Linked DNA regions of Gossypium hirsutum: region 2 is linked to region 1. Evidence: chromatin contacts called from public Hi-C data. All regions are on one chromosome and are shown on one strand. The core of a region is the stretch at or near the end of the contact, and the rest is flanking DNA. Distances in the headings are between cores, read along the strand shown.

Region 1 (6,742 bases), core at 1,720-4,219:
TGAGTGTATTATGTTAAAATCTGTACCATTTAGTAAAAATAAATATCATTATTAAATATTTTTTTATTTTTAATACTTATTTAGTATTAAAATTACTTATTTATTATTTAATTATTTTTTTAATATCATCAACTGGTTGACCCAGAAATTGGAGGCCTCACTGGTTTGACCTCTGGCCTAGTTTTTAGATAATTGCTTTATAGGTGGTTAGAATGTTTTGCAAAGAGCTTTCCTCCTATGAAATGTATGATTAAAGAGATATAGATTCTAGGGTATCAAAGAAGCCATTTTAGCTCAAGGGAAATTGTTCTCAAGTCTGCATTGTGATTCATCAGAATGAATCTTTTGAGTGTCATTGTTTCAAGGAATAGTTTGGTAATTTTGTACTTTACTGTAATGGACTTATTTTCCTGTAGTTCTTTGAGAACTCATGGTTGAGTGATTCATTAGTTTCTCCTTTTGTTCTTAGTTCTTCATTGTAGGAATATCTGGAGTTTCCCTTTACAGTGAAGGAACATCACCAAAACAAATTGAAAAACTTTTAAGTTAATTATCTTGTAGCCTTAATCATATTATATGCTGTATTGTTCTTCGTGTTCTTGGTGGAGTCTTGGAGAGATTCTTAACACTCGGTAAACCAGGAGACTAATCGGCTGGGATAACTTCTCGAACAATCATATTCTTTTTTTAGCTAGTCGATTTAAGCAAACTTTTCCCTGTCAAAACTTCATCAGTTCCAAGTTTTATTCCTTGTAACCTTTAAGCCCTTTAACGCAGTCATAGACCCTATATCCCCAAAAATTTTTGGAAGGCTATTTACTCATATGCATGTCTATTTTCCAAAAAGTCTGTTCAGTTTCAGTGTAACATATTTTCATGGAGGATACGCATGAAGTGTTGCATTTCATTAATTTTCCCGAGGCTGTCCTTGTATAAGATATGGACTGCTAGATGCTGATTAAGTGATTCTTTTTGATCCTACAGGTGTTATGGCTGCAACTCTTGTTACTGAAGTTGCCGATGGTTCCTCTAATGTACGCGAGGTATGGAAGCTTTCGTACAAGTAGATCCACAATTTTGGTTCATTGGGATATTTACTATGCTACAATTCTGAGTATGATTGATTTTCAGGAAATGTTATTCTACATATGTGAACGATATATATGATTATTATATTTCATGAATATTCCCAGTAGTCATGTTTAATAGTCTTCTTATTCTCTATCATAGTCCAGAAATTTATCATTGGAACTAAAAATGAACAACTCCCTATCTAAAACTTTGTATTCTTTTGCATTAGACTTAGCTAAGAGCTCGGTGGTATGTTGGAACATCTATTTTCTCTTTTTAGTTAAAAGAGTTTTTCATAGATTTAAAAGTTTATATATTGTCATATATGTTTGGATGTGTGTTTAACATAAATATCGAATATATATATAATTGAAAGATCACAAAAAATGTAATAGTAAATGGAAGATCATGGTAACATAATAGTAACAGATATTGACCATTAAAATTCTTTGAGACGGCAATATGTAGGCCACCCGTAAGACAAGGTGTATAACAGTGACAAAAAAACCGGAAGTGAAAGATTGAGAGGAACTGAATCATTTTAAAAGTCTTACAATTTCAGTGCGTGCTGGCTGTTTTTCACTTCTTTAAATATTGACCAACAAGTTAGTATGGGAGTGTTGGTATGTATATATATTTAAAAGATAAGCATTTTATAACTTTTAACTTGTGCTTATCTCACACCCGCATATTACTATATGGTATCACTTCAATAATTAACTCAAGGAAAAGATTAGTTATGTTATGTTTTGGTTGGTGGTTTGAATTTTTGTGTGTATTCTCCATTATTAATATTTTATTTTTTTCATGAGATTACGGATATATATCTATTCTATTAAGGAGCTCACTCTGTGAATTCATATGGTTTTTCATGAAATTGGAAAACAAAATCCTAAAAGAGGACAATACTTTTGATTGTTGAGGGCAATTCTAACTACTTAACAGACGACGCTTTGAAGATATTTTTTTCGAAAAAATTAGTTTCCCTCAATAAAATCTAAATAGATAAAATCATGTAAATTAAAAAGTTGGAGATTCAAACTTATGCTTCGTTGAGAGAATGGATGCAAGGTGATACCTTTAGGTTCTCATTATGGCTTTGGGCACGATTTTGCTGTGTAAACCATTGTGGCTCTCAATATTATTGTGTAAACCACCCCATTATAACTCTCGATATGGTCGTGAACCCTTAAATTCTCGGTACTGTCGTGTGAGCCACCCTCATCGAGATAATGCTCTAACAGTTAGTTTGCTTTGTTAAGCTTATATTAGCAAAGACAAAGATATAGATAACATTGAATAATTTAAGAAGGATGATAATTGATTAACGAGTTAATTAACAATTATAACGATTAAAGAATACTGTAAAAACATGGTATACTTGGAATGTAAATGAATATTAGTTGAACAAGAAAATTTCATATTTTTGGTTGTAATGGGTGTGACCGGCTTCGGATCATGAATCAGACCTACAACGATAGTACTTGGAGCATCCTCGGTTGTAAGGGTTGGATGGTTCTGGGAGGCAGCCGCCACTTTTACTATAAGCTTCACCCCCAGCACCACCGCGGCAGACTGGTTGATCTCTTTTAAGTGCGCCGGGAGATATATACCTTTTCTGTTCTAGAAACCTGCGGCTTATTTCTGACTCCATTAGCATCTCGTTTGCTTCATTGCACACTCTGATAGATCCATTGCAGTGCATGAGCACATCATTAACGGTTGAGGACTCAATTTGGCTAAAACAACTTAAGGTGAAGAAGAACAGAAGGAAGAAGAAATGGAGAGATTTCATAATGTTGGATTTGTATGCTTTGGTTTGACATTGAAAATTGAAGTAGTTGAGAACTTTTTAGAACTTTAAAACAACATTTTCTTTTCTCGGAAAGTGGCACTAGTGGAAGCTCCATTACGGACGAATAAGCTCAGGACCGCACTTCACCTAACCCCAATCATGCCCTTTTTTCTTTAGACGCATATGATCTCATAATTAAAAACAATGAAGTTTTTAGGGTGAGGTTTGATCGGAATAATAAAATTTTCATCTCCGTTAGATATGGCCTCGAGTCTCATAGGTCTCGATTTATTAAGTTGTTTCACCATTTATTATTATTTTTTTTTTGTACTTTGGAGGATCAACTTGGTAAAAGGGCCCAAAAAATGTTACACAAAGTATGACATAACACATAATATTTAAATTTACAAATAATTATAGATATATTAAAGATTTATGTTTTCCTTTTTCATGTTGAGATGGGACGATGATATTTGTCGCATAGGCCAAAATTTTTAATCCATGACTAATTATTAGACTTGGTGAGTATAATCCATATTGAGTAGGTGACACTTATTAATTAGATCTTAATTTAGATTTAAAATTAGTATTTTTTTAATAAAGTAATAAATATTATTTTATGGGTGTTTATTTATTTTTTATATAAATAAAAAAACAACGTATATACATTATGGAAGTTATGAAATTTGAGCCCAAAATATTATAATTTTCACTACTTTAATCTTACCATTTTAACTAAAATTATATTTTATTTTTATATCAATTTTTTTAATAATTTTGTTACATAAAAAATTTTACCAACATTACGGGCGTGTCATAAGTAATAATAGTTAAAGTACGTCGTCATTATTTTAAAATTAACCATAATATAAATATCTGAAGATGTCAAAATCAATGAATTATTAATGTATTAAATGATAACCTATGTAATAGGCCCAATTTGCCTGGCTTGCCAGAAAATAAAATTTTTTAAAATCCAAGTTTTTGTTACAAGCCCAAAAAAATAAATGAAGCCCAAAATTAACCCTAACCCAAATACAAGCCCAATGGCCCAAAGTGATTAAACATTTTCAGTAAAACAAAACCTTAGAGGCTTCCCCCGCGTTGTTTCTCCTCGGCCACGTTGCCCACTCCTTGTCTCGAGGCGCCTTATCCCGAGGTCCTTCTGCAAGCTTGCACCGAAATGGAAAAAAATTCCTTCTGCGCCTTCGTCAATGCCTGCAAACAAGCAAAAAAGGGGAAAGCAGAAACGAAGCAAATATACAGTAAAAACAGTAGCAAACTTTTTGTATTCGGCTAAAAAGCATTAAAGAAATCAAAAAAAGAAATTGCAAAAGGTGATTTGCTTCATTTTACCTGTTATCTATTTTTATTTTTATCATTTAAAAAAAAGAAGGGCATAAGATATAATAAAAATTAAAACTTACCGACTTGTTTCGATTTCCATCGCCGCGAGTGAGGGAGAGGACGTCGTCCTCGATGATGGACGGCTTTTTTTCGGTGTGACAAGAGAGAAGTCGAAGGGTTTCTTTCAGATTTTACCATTTTTGGCAGAGTTGTGATGAAAACCATCTCCAGATCCAGGCTCCAGTAGCCAAAACGTTCAAAATGGGGGTCTTATGGTGCTTTCCGGCCACCAGAGACGGGCGGAGCCTATCGTCGACGACAGTGGCCATCGTGGAATCCACCCCCCTTTGGCCAGATTCTGGAGAACAAGAGAGAGTTGAGAGATTTCTTTTGTTTTTTTTTTAGAAGAATGTTAAAATGAAAAAAAATCTGAAAAATTTAATTTAAATAGTGATACAAAACGGTGTTGTTTTGGCTTAGTGCCCATTGGCACTAAACGGCGTCGTTTTGGTGTGAAAAGGATCGACTCGACTCGTTCCAGTTAAGGTCTGCGCGTTTTTGACCAGATGGTCTATTTGTTTTGTGGGTCCTTCCGCATTTTTTAATTTTTTAATCCAGTTTTTTCTTATTTTTAATTTATACCCTAGAATTTTATTTTAGTTTTGATTTGGTCCTCTTGGAACGGTACGTTTCGGAGGGCGGGGAATATGTCCCCATTTGGTCCCTCCATGTTATTCGCGCTTTTCAATATGGTCCTCTATTTTATTTTATTCTGATTTATGCCTTTAAATTCCATTTAAGTTCTCAATCTAGTCCCTTTTTATGTTTATTCATCTATTTTATTATAATTTAAACTCTAAATTTTATTTCAATTTCAATTTAATCTTTTATTCACTTAATTTCAAGTTTTTATTTTTTATATGCATATTGTTCTGTTTTATTTTATATATTTATTTTTACATTCATTTATTTATTTAGTTCTTTACTCTTCTTGTATTTAGAATTTATATGATTATTTATTCCTTTATTTACACATTTTATTATTATTATTTTTATATTTTTATCTTGTCTTTTCTATTTTATTATTTTTCACATTTTAAAAAAATCTAAACTTAACATTATGTATATCTATTTTACTTACTTATTTATTTATTATTCTATACGCTTTGTATACATATTAAAGTTTGTAAGGTTAATATTTTCTTTATAAATACTTGTTGATTCGTGTATTTTCTTACTACTAATATTTACTTATTTATCCTTTCGTTCATCATTTGTTTCCTCTTTTTATATATATGGTTTCATTGTTCCATTCATTTTTTAAACATTTTTATGTTATGTTTGTTTATTTTTATATCATGCATTTCCGTTTTATTGCTTTGCTTATCTATCGAGAGTTATTTACTAATATTGTATTCATCTTTGTAATTATATCATTGTCATTATAATATTTTATCGTATATTGTATATCATTTTAAATATTACATTAATTTTCACCCAAATTCATAAAAAAAGAAAATTTTCAAAAAATAGGCAATGTTTCATATTTGAAAGATTTGAGAAAATCGTACCCTAACTTACGAGGTTTCGATTTTCTCATTGAACTCGAATAACCGAATATCCTTTCAAAAATTAAAGTACATAAGATTTCAAATAAAAAATAGAGGCAAACTTATTCTCAAAGGTTCAAAATGCCGTGTCCTAACTTACGAGATGTGACATTTTGTTATCTCGAGACGAGAGGGCCTTTAACGTTTAATTCAAGCAATTTGTAAGCAAAATTAACATTAATGCAAAGAGGGATCGTATTTTTAAATTATTTTCAAGTTTTCAACTTTTGACACTAAGACACGAATCAATCAATTAGGTACTAATTTTGGGCGTTACGAGGGTGCTAACTCTTCCTTGTGCGTAACCGACTTTCGAACTCATTTTTTTGAACTTCGTAAACCAAAAATCGTTGTTTTAATAAATCAAACATTTTATTAAAATGATCAAATTATGAGGTAATCCAATCACATCTCATAAAAAGGATTGGTGGCGACTCCCATTTTCATTTTCGTTTTTAAAAATAAAAAGTCAATTTCAAAAAAATGGTTTTGACAACCTACACGCAAAAAATAATAGAAATACAATATAAATATAAATGTGTGTTTAAATATTATATTTATATATCTCAATAAAATTCTAATAAATTAAATAGTTTGGTTAAGTTGAATCTATTTAAAAGTAGATTCTATCCAAGTTTAATGATTTCATCCTTAAAAATAATACAAGTATAAAACAGCTGATGAATATTAAACTTGAATATATGAAATAACACAAACCCAAAATATATATATTTAAAAATTAATTAAAAGTCTAAACCACTCATAATATTATAACTAAATATCTTAATGAACTTAAAAACATTATATTTAAAATCAATTTATTCTAAATATAATACAATTATGCCCAAAATAACCTTTTAAATCATGGCAAGCATTGTCAAAATTTGATGGCTTCAGTTTTCAAATCGGCTCTCTATTT
Region 2 (6,742 bases), core at 1,780-4,279, 650 kb before region 1:
TTGACTAACAGCTAAATCAATCAACTAAAAGTCGTGTGTAACAAACCTTGTCTTTGTCCAAAAACGGGCGCTGTTAGGTAGAGAACCGGACACCAATTAAAATTATATAATTAATATACAATAATTTATATTAATATGTATTTGTTATGCTTTAAGAATTAAAACTTAATATTAGACCATAATTATTTATGAAAATAAGTTAAAAAAAATTCCATTATTGTCAATTGCGTATTAGTTTGGTTGATATTGATATTGTTGTCAATATAGTAGAATGTAAATTCGAATACGTTAGAGCACATTATTTTTTTATTGCGCATTATCTTTTTATTTAAGAGTTAAGTAAAGACTATAAATAATTTTAAATATTGAATTAAGAAAAACAGATAATAAAATTAATGTTAAAAAAATATTAATATTTAAAAATCGAGAAAAATATATGTGATGAAAGGAATAGTGATATGTAGGTAGGTTCCCCGCATAGGACGCAATCTCCACTTTACGCTTATATTGCTTTCTTTTTCTATACAAATCCCGTTATTTGGCAACAACCACTACAACCACCTTTCATGACTAAATGACAAATATGCCTTTTTCTTGTGCGAGAATCAAACACTTTTGTTTTCAAATTCCATAAAGCTTCAATCATCATTCTAATTTATAATTTGATTACTTCAATACACAATCCAACTTATTTCTATTTTTTATTTAATTTTTAACTTTTTATAATATAAAAGTAAATATTTTATATTTAAAATAATAATAATAAATTCAAAAAAATTTGAAAATTTATTTTTTATACATGTTTATGACAAAAAATTTAGACAATTCATTTTACTAAAATAAGTGTAAATTTTTTTAAAAATTAATATAAAAAAATTGAGAACCAAATCAAATTGAACTAAATTATGATAGACAGTTTAAAAAAAATTTAAAAATTAATTAAATTAAACGGATATCACCCCTAAATTTAATTATTTTTTTTCTTTTATTTTATCTCTTGTATTTTTTATAAGAGAAGAGAAAGATGATTCTAGATCAAGTTTATATTTGAGTGATGTTTAAAATTTTTTATATTAAAAATTTTATGAAATGTGATTGTGGAGAATATGATTATTAAAAATGTAAGATTATAATATTTAGTAAAAATAAGTAATGACAATTAAAGTCTATAAAAATTATAATGATACGTATTATATCAGAGATATTAAGCCTAAAGGAATGAGCACCAAGCCAAAATATATTACCTAGGCTAAGAGAAAAGAATCTCCATAATTGATAGTTGTCATACAATGGGCGGCTACCAAGCACTTCTCTTGAATCAACTACAATACTTGCCAAAGATCAAGGGGTGAGAGTAACAAGTGAATTGTAGGGCAACCTTGCCAATAGGACAATGACCTCAACTAGTCCCAAGTAATGAACGGCTAAAGGTGAGTTTGGATGGGTGGTACGTTTACCTGCGGTTAGTGTGTGGCGGTGAGATTAGATACTGTAGCGTGAGACAAAAAGTAACCTAAACGCACCGCACCGCACCATACTGTCATCCCAAACCCACCCTAAGCCTCAAACATTTATACATTATCACACTAGCCAAGCTCCCATGATTCCTTCAGTGTAAAAAGTATCGTGTATACTAGTTTAAGGTTTGAGTTCACTTCTTACTCATACTCTTATTAAATATTTTCTTAAACTTATTGTTGTTCCTTATTCTGAATCAAGAGTGAAGTTAGAAATTTTGTTTAAGGAGATTGAGGTAATATTATAAAATTTGGGGAGGGAGATAAATATAAAATTTTTGTATTGAAGTTTTCAAAAAAGGCTAAAATTATGGTTTTTCCATTAAATCAAATGTTAAGAAGAACTAAATTGTTTTTTTTTTAATTTTGGGAGGGATTATAAAGGTAATTTTCTTTTGAGTTAAGAGGGAGGGGGGAAAGGCCCCTTCCTACCCCTTTGGCTACGCCTCTGCTATGAATTAAGCATCGAAGAGCGTCTTGAAGTATAAATTTGGACACCCTTATAGTTACCCTATGTCTTGCAAGCCTTCCATCATCCTTGGGGTGTGAAAAATCCTTATAGTCCATTATCAACTTAAAGTGACTAAAACAATATGTTTAGTTAAACTAAATATTTTACTTAGAATGTGATGATATTTTTTAAAATTATGGAATGAAATGAAATAAAAAACTTATTAATTTTAATATTTTTAATAACATTTATAATTAAAAAGTTATTTTATTATTGACAAACATGTAATTTAATTTATTTATTTTAAAATATCATTAGTTTATTTAAAAATAATAATGCATTTATCTCAAAATAATATATGATTAAAATTAAAATAAGTTTTAAACATTTGGTTTGTATTCAAATAATTCAATAGTATTTAAAAATAATTTAAAATTTGATTTTGATTTTATAATTATGAAAAAATAGTAATATTGTCCCAAAAGTAAATTTTTTACTTTATTTTTCGAATGACCATGCTTCAAAAAATGGCAATATACTTTATCACCATTATTGAAAAGGATGATATTGTTATAATTGAAGAAAAAGTAATTCATAGTATTAGATAGATTGAGTAATTAATCAATACAATTGAGTTTGTGGGTAGCAAATATAACCAACTTTCCTTGATAACAGCTATCTCTAATTTCTATTTCAAAATAATTAGAGAATAAGCAGGCTTGGCCCATAAGTTGGTTGGGTCCTCGATGCTCTACTTCACAGACTTAGTGCTCATTTTATGTTTCCATAAATTTTGATACCAATTGTTAACGCACTCAAAACTTTTTTGTATTTGGGCTTGGTTTAAGTTCGACTTTTTTCCTTGCTTTGGGTCAAAATTTTGGGCCCAAACATGAAAAATCAATCGTGCGATTCGTAATTTAACTGAATTAACGACTAACTTATCCCACCCGATTAATCACGAGTTAAATAGTGATTCAAGCAAGATGATGATATGAGGTGTTGAAGAGTTTATTATTAATAGATATTAATTTGGATCGAGGGTTAAAAATTTTGTTCTAAAGGTCCAACCCACCCGTCCGGCCCATATTTCTAAATTCTCGCTTGTCGCCGGCAAATGAATGTTTTTTCTATTTCCCTCCTTTCGGTCGCTCCCTACTCATCCCCGAAACTGATTCCAACTACAAAAGCTCACTGTTTTCTCCGATATTATCCTAAATTTTCCCGTGAACCAAAAAGGAAAGAATGATGAACCCCCCTAGCAACTCCAAAACCCCCAAAAATTTCTCGCCATTCAAACAAACCCCTCCTCTCCAAGACCTCCAGCAAGCCTTCTCGAACATCCAGACCCACTGCTCTTCTCTCTTCCGACAAACTCAAAATCAGTTAATGGACGCTTTTAACTCCACCTTTTCTCACTTTAATCCGCCTTCTTTTTCTCCAAAAGGGCCGGTTTTTGCTCGAATTGCTGATTCTAGCAAGACCCAGATTGCTTTGAGTAAAAAAAACGGTGATGCCATGCCGGCAGAGAAATTAGAAGAGAGATTGGCTGGGGTTCCGGTCTATGCCTTGAGTAACTCAGAGGAGGAATTCGTGTTGGTTTCGGGTGTTTCGACGAAAAAATCACTTGGGTTGTTGTGTTTCAAGAAGGAGGACGCTGAGGCTCTTTTGGAACAGATGAAGAATATGGATCCTGGCATGCGAAAAGGAGGTTCTAAAGTGGTTGCTGTTGCTCTTAACAAGGTTATTTTCTTTCCTTCTTTCTTTCTATTTGGATTTTTCAAAATGCGTTTGATAGATTGAATTTGTGTAGAAAATGTACAAAGTTTTATGGACTATGGAGTCCATTAAGAGGCTAATGTCTGTTTCCCACTTGTGTTTGCCATTTTCTTAGATATAAAAGATAAAATAACAGATTTGAAAATGTTTTAGCTTCAGCTGTTTGTTCTTGTAGTGACATAGGATTGAGCTTTTTACTTTCTAATATTTCTTTTTAGCAACATTTTGAGCAAGGAAATAGTAAGCCGCAAAAGCAAAAGACGAAATCGAGCCTGTTATTAGATTGTTAACTTACCGTGCCTTTAAATCTTAACTAATTTGGTTTTTTTTTTTCATTGTGTAATTAATTGTTTGTTTGGTTTATATGAATGAGATAAATGTTGGAGGAGTCATGCTTGGATATGGGGGTTTTGCAGGTTGTCCAGCTGCAGGTTGCTGGTGTGGCACTTAGGCTGGTACCAGAGTCCACTCAGATCAAGAATGCACTTAGAGTGAGTAGTTTGTTATAAAATGAGCTAATTTGTCTGTGAGTCTTTGTGTTATGTGGATAGAATGAATTTTATGCTCTCTATTTTGGGTTCTTATAAGTTTCAAGATTGATGTAGGAATCCTATAACTTTTTATTGTTCTTTCTTTCATGCAAAAGATATGATATGTTTTAATAATCCTGACAAAGGAAAATGTCTGACATGAGGACTTGAGCCAAACAGTATATTCAAAAGTGATTATCTTATTTATTCCTTTTGTGTGAAACTAGTTTGCATGTTCTCATTTCCTGTGTAGAGAAATGTCATACTTGGAGTCTTATCTTATCCACTATTAGATTGTCTGGTTATAACTTTCAATATACTTCTCCTATGGGATCGTTGTAATTGTTGGGTGTGATTTTACTGTTAAATTAGCAGAGCCAAATGACAATTGCTTTTTTATTGGGGTTCAATTAATTTATAGAAAAGTTATTTACCTCTTTGATATTCTACGACAAACTGAATGAAGCACTTATAAGTAGTTATAAGTAGCTGAAGTGTCAGTTTCTTATAGCACCAGTAATTTTTTTCCTCTTCTTAAGAAACCTGCTAAGAAAGCTGGTGAATCACTTAAAAACTAAAATGCTTTACCTTTGTGATTATTTCAAAAGTTGTTAAGGTTCTACACAATGATGTAAAATCGGACCAGACCGGCCAGTTCAACTGGGAACCAGCAGATCCAGCGGTTTATCATCTCATACATAACCGGATATTTATCAACCTGGAGAGAATTGGACAAAAAATGGGAAAACCAGACCAAGAAAGAGGGAAAAAAAAAGAAGTAGAAAAACTGATTTTAGGCTTTTTAACCCATTTGAGTCAGACTTTTTGAACCCAATTGAAGAAGATCTTCATCTTCTCTTCTTTCCTTCTAGCAGCCATATTCATCTCCTCTTCTTTATTTCTATCAAAGTATCTGCTAGAAAACTTGGTTTATTTTCATCAAAGTATCTTCTAGAGATCCATTACAATTCAACCAATCAGATAAAATTTAGTTTGCGATGTTTGAATTTTTTTTGGTAAAATAAAAAAAGAAAGAGTTTAATTGAATGGTGGATTTGGTTTTCTTTTTGTGGATAGGCACAGCTTGACATGAATTGGGAATGCAGGGTTTTCTTAATTTGGTGGGTACTAACTATAGAAGGATTTTGATATGAACCAAATTGGCTTGAAATCAAGAAATAAGAATTTAAGGAAAAATAGATGCTAAAGTAGATAAAACAGAGCAAGGGGAGAGAAGAACAATGGAGGGGAGATTGAGAAGTTTTAATATTTTTTTTTCTTCATATTCTCTTTAATCGAGAGGGGATCTGAATTAGTGATTTGATATCAAACCGTTTGAACTGGGGCTTAACCGGTTTAATCTTTGGTTCGGTTTCTAAAACACTGGTTATGCTGATTGATAGTAGTTATATCAGCTATGAAGTATAGAGTGAGGATTTTGGTTCAGAATTACGTTGAAAGAAATCACAGTAATTTACTCTCTGGTAGATTTTGAATGGTTCCAAGTATGGTCATAACGTTTATGAGATTGCTTTTTCTTCTCCCGGTAACAAAGGTTAATTGTTTTTTCTGTTCTTCATTCCATATATTTTTTTTCTTTCTCCTCTTTTTTATTTCTGTTCATGCTTACCAACTTGCTTATTGTTTGTAAAATGCATGCTAAGTATGTATGCAACAATTTTTTTTTCTTTGAATAGGAAAGGGAAAGAGCTGGTTTCTCTGATGATAGCTTCCCGGGTGTTCCAGTTTTCCAGGTCCTTTCTAGCAGTGTTTAATACGTTAGCATGTATTTGTATGTGTTTAGGGCATATAGTAATCGTACTAGAATAGAATGCGATTTATAAAATTTATTAAGCCTTTTTGCTGCAATATTTGTTGCTCTTCATATTTCTTCCTTTCTGTATAATCATGTCATCTCTCAAAGCTTTGGGTTTCTGCATAATCAATTGCAACATCTTTTTTGTTGTCATATGGTATGGGATATTAAAATTAATTTGAGGTAGTCTTGACCATATTATCCAATTTCTGTCTGGGTTAATGGTTTTGGAATTTGACCCTAAGCTTTGTGGGGCCATGAAGCCTGGTGGTCTTTGTTACTAGTTAGCTGCCTTTTCTTTAAACATCACTACTTGGGAGAAAACAGCTGTGTTTCTGTAGTTTTATTTGTTACATTTATATCTGAGCACAACCTTTATTTGATTATGCAAGATTTGAAATTGTTGAAATATTTGGTTTTCAGTCTAGGAGCTTGGTACTAAGAAGTCAAAATAAGAGCTATCGACCAGTTTTCTTTCGAAAGGTTGGTAAATAGATAGCCTTTTTATATGCCCAATGTTCATGGATAGTCTCCAGATCTTATGTTCCAAAATTCTTTTAGGAGGATTTAGAGCAATCACTTCTGAGAGCTTCCCGTGACCAGAATCAATTGAATCCTGCCTTTAGACCTGGGGATATTCAGGTTGGCT

Evidence for each region. A called contact is a pair of places that touch in the nucleus more often than the background predicts.
Region 2: a Hi-C map of leaf shows a contact between it and region 1, with 2.3 times the contacts expected there. The contact joins the promoter of LOC107927609 here to the promoter of LOC121208476 in region 1. A contact is called at or near these places in 3 of 34 Hi-C or Micro-C datasets (all in leaf).

What each region holds. Positions count from the first base shown.
Region 1 is chrA10:72,703,256-72,709,997 of Gossypium_hirsutum_v2.1, reverse strand. It overlaps LOC121208476 (protein RALF-like 32), which reads right to left and starts at 2,969. Exons shown (of 1, transcript XM_041079183.1): 1 at 2,392-2,969. The coding sequence starts at 2,866. The coding sequence ends at 2,528. LOC107915103 reads right to left here and starts at 4,640. Exons shown (of 2, transcript XM_016844239.2): 1 at 4,294-4,640; 2 at 3,758-4,084. The coding sequence starts at 4,438. The coding sequence ends at 3,927. It overlaps LOC107915101 (histidine protein methyltransferase 1 homolog), which reads left to right. Exons shown (of 11, transcript XM_041079182.1): 11 at 985-1,333. The coding sequence ends at 1,067.
Region 2 is chrA10:73,357,032-73,363,773 of Gossypium_hirsutum_v2.1, reverse strand. It overlaps LOC107927609 (protein TIC 22-like, chloroplastic), which reads left to right and starts at 3,029. Exons shown (of 8, transcript XM_041079327.1): 1 at 3,029-3,711; 2 at 4,164-4,238; 3 at 5,975-6,031; 4 at 6,517-6,576; 5 at 6,655-6,735. The coding sequence starts at 3,214.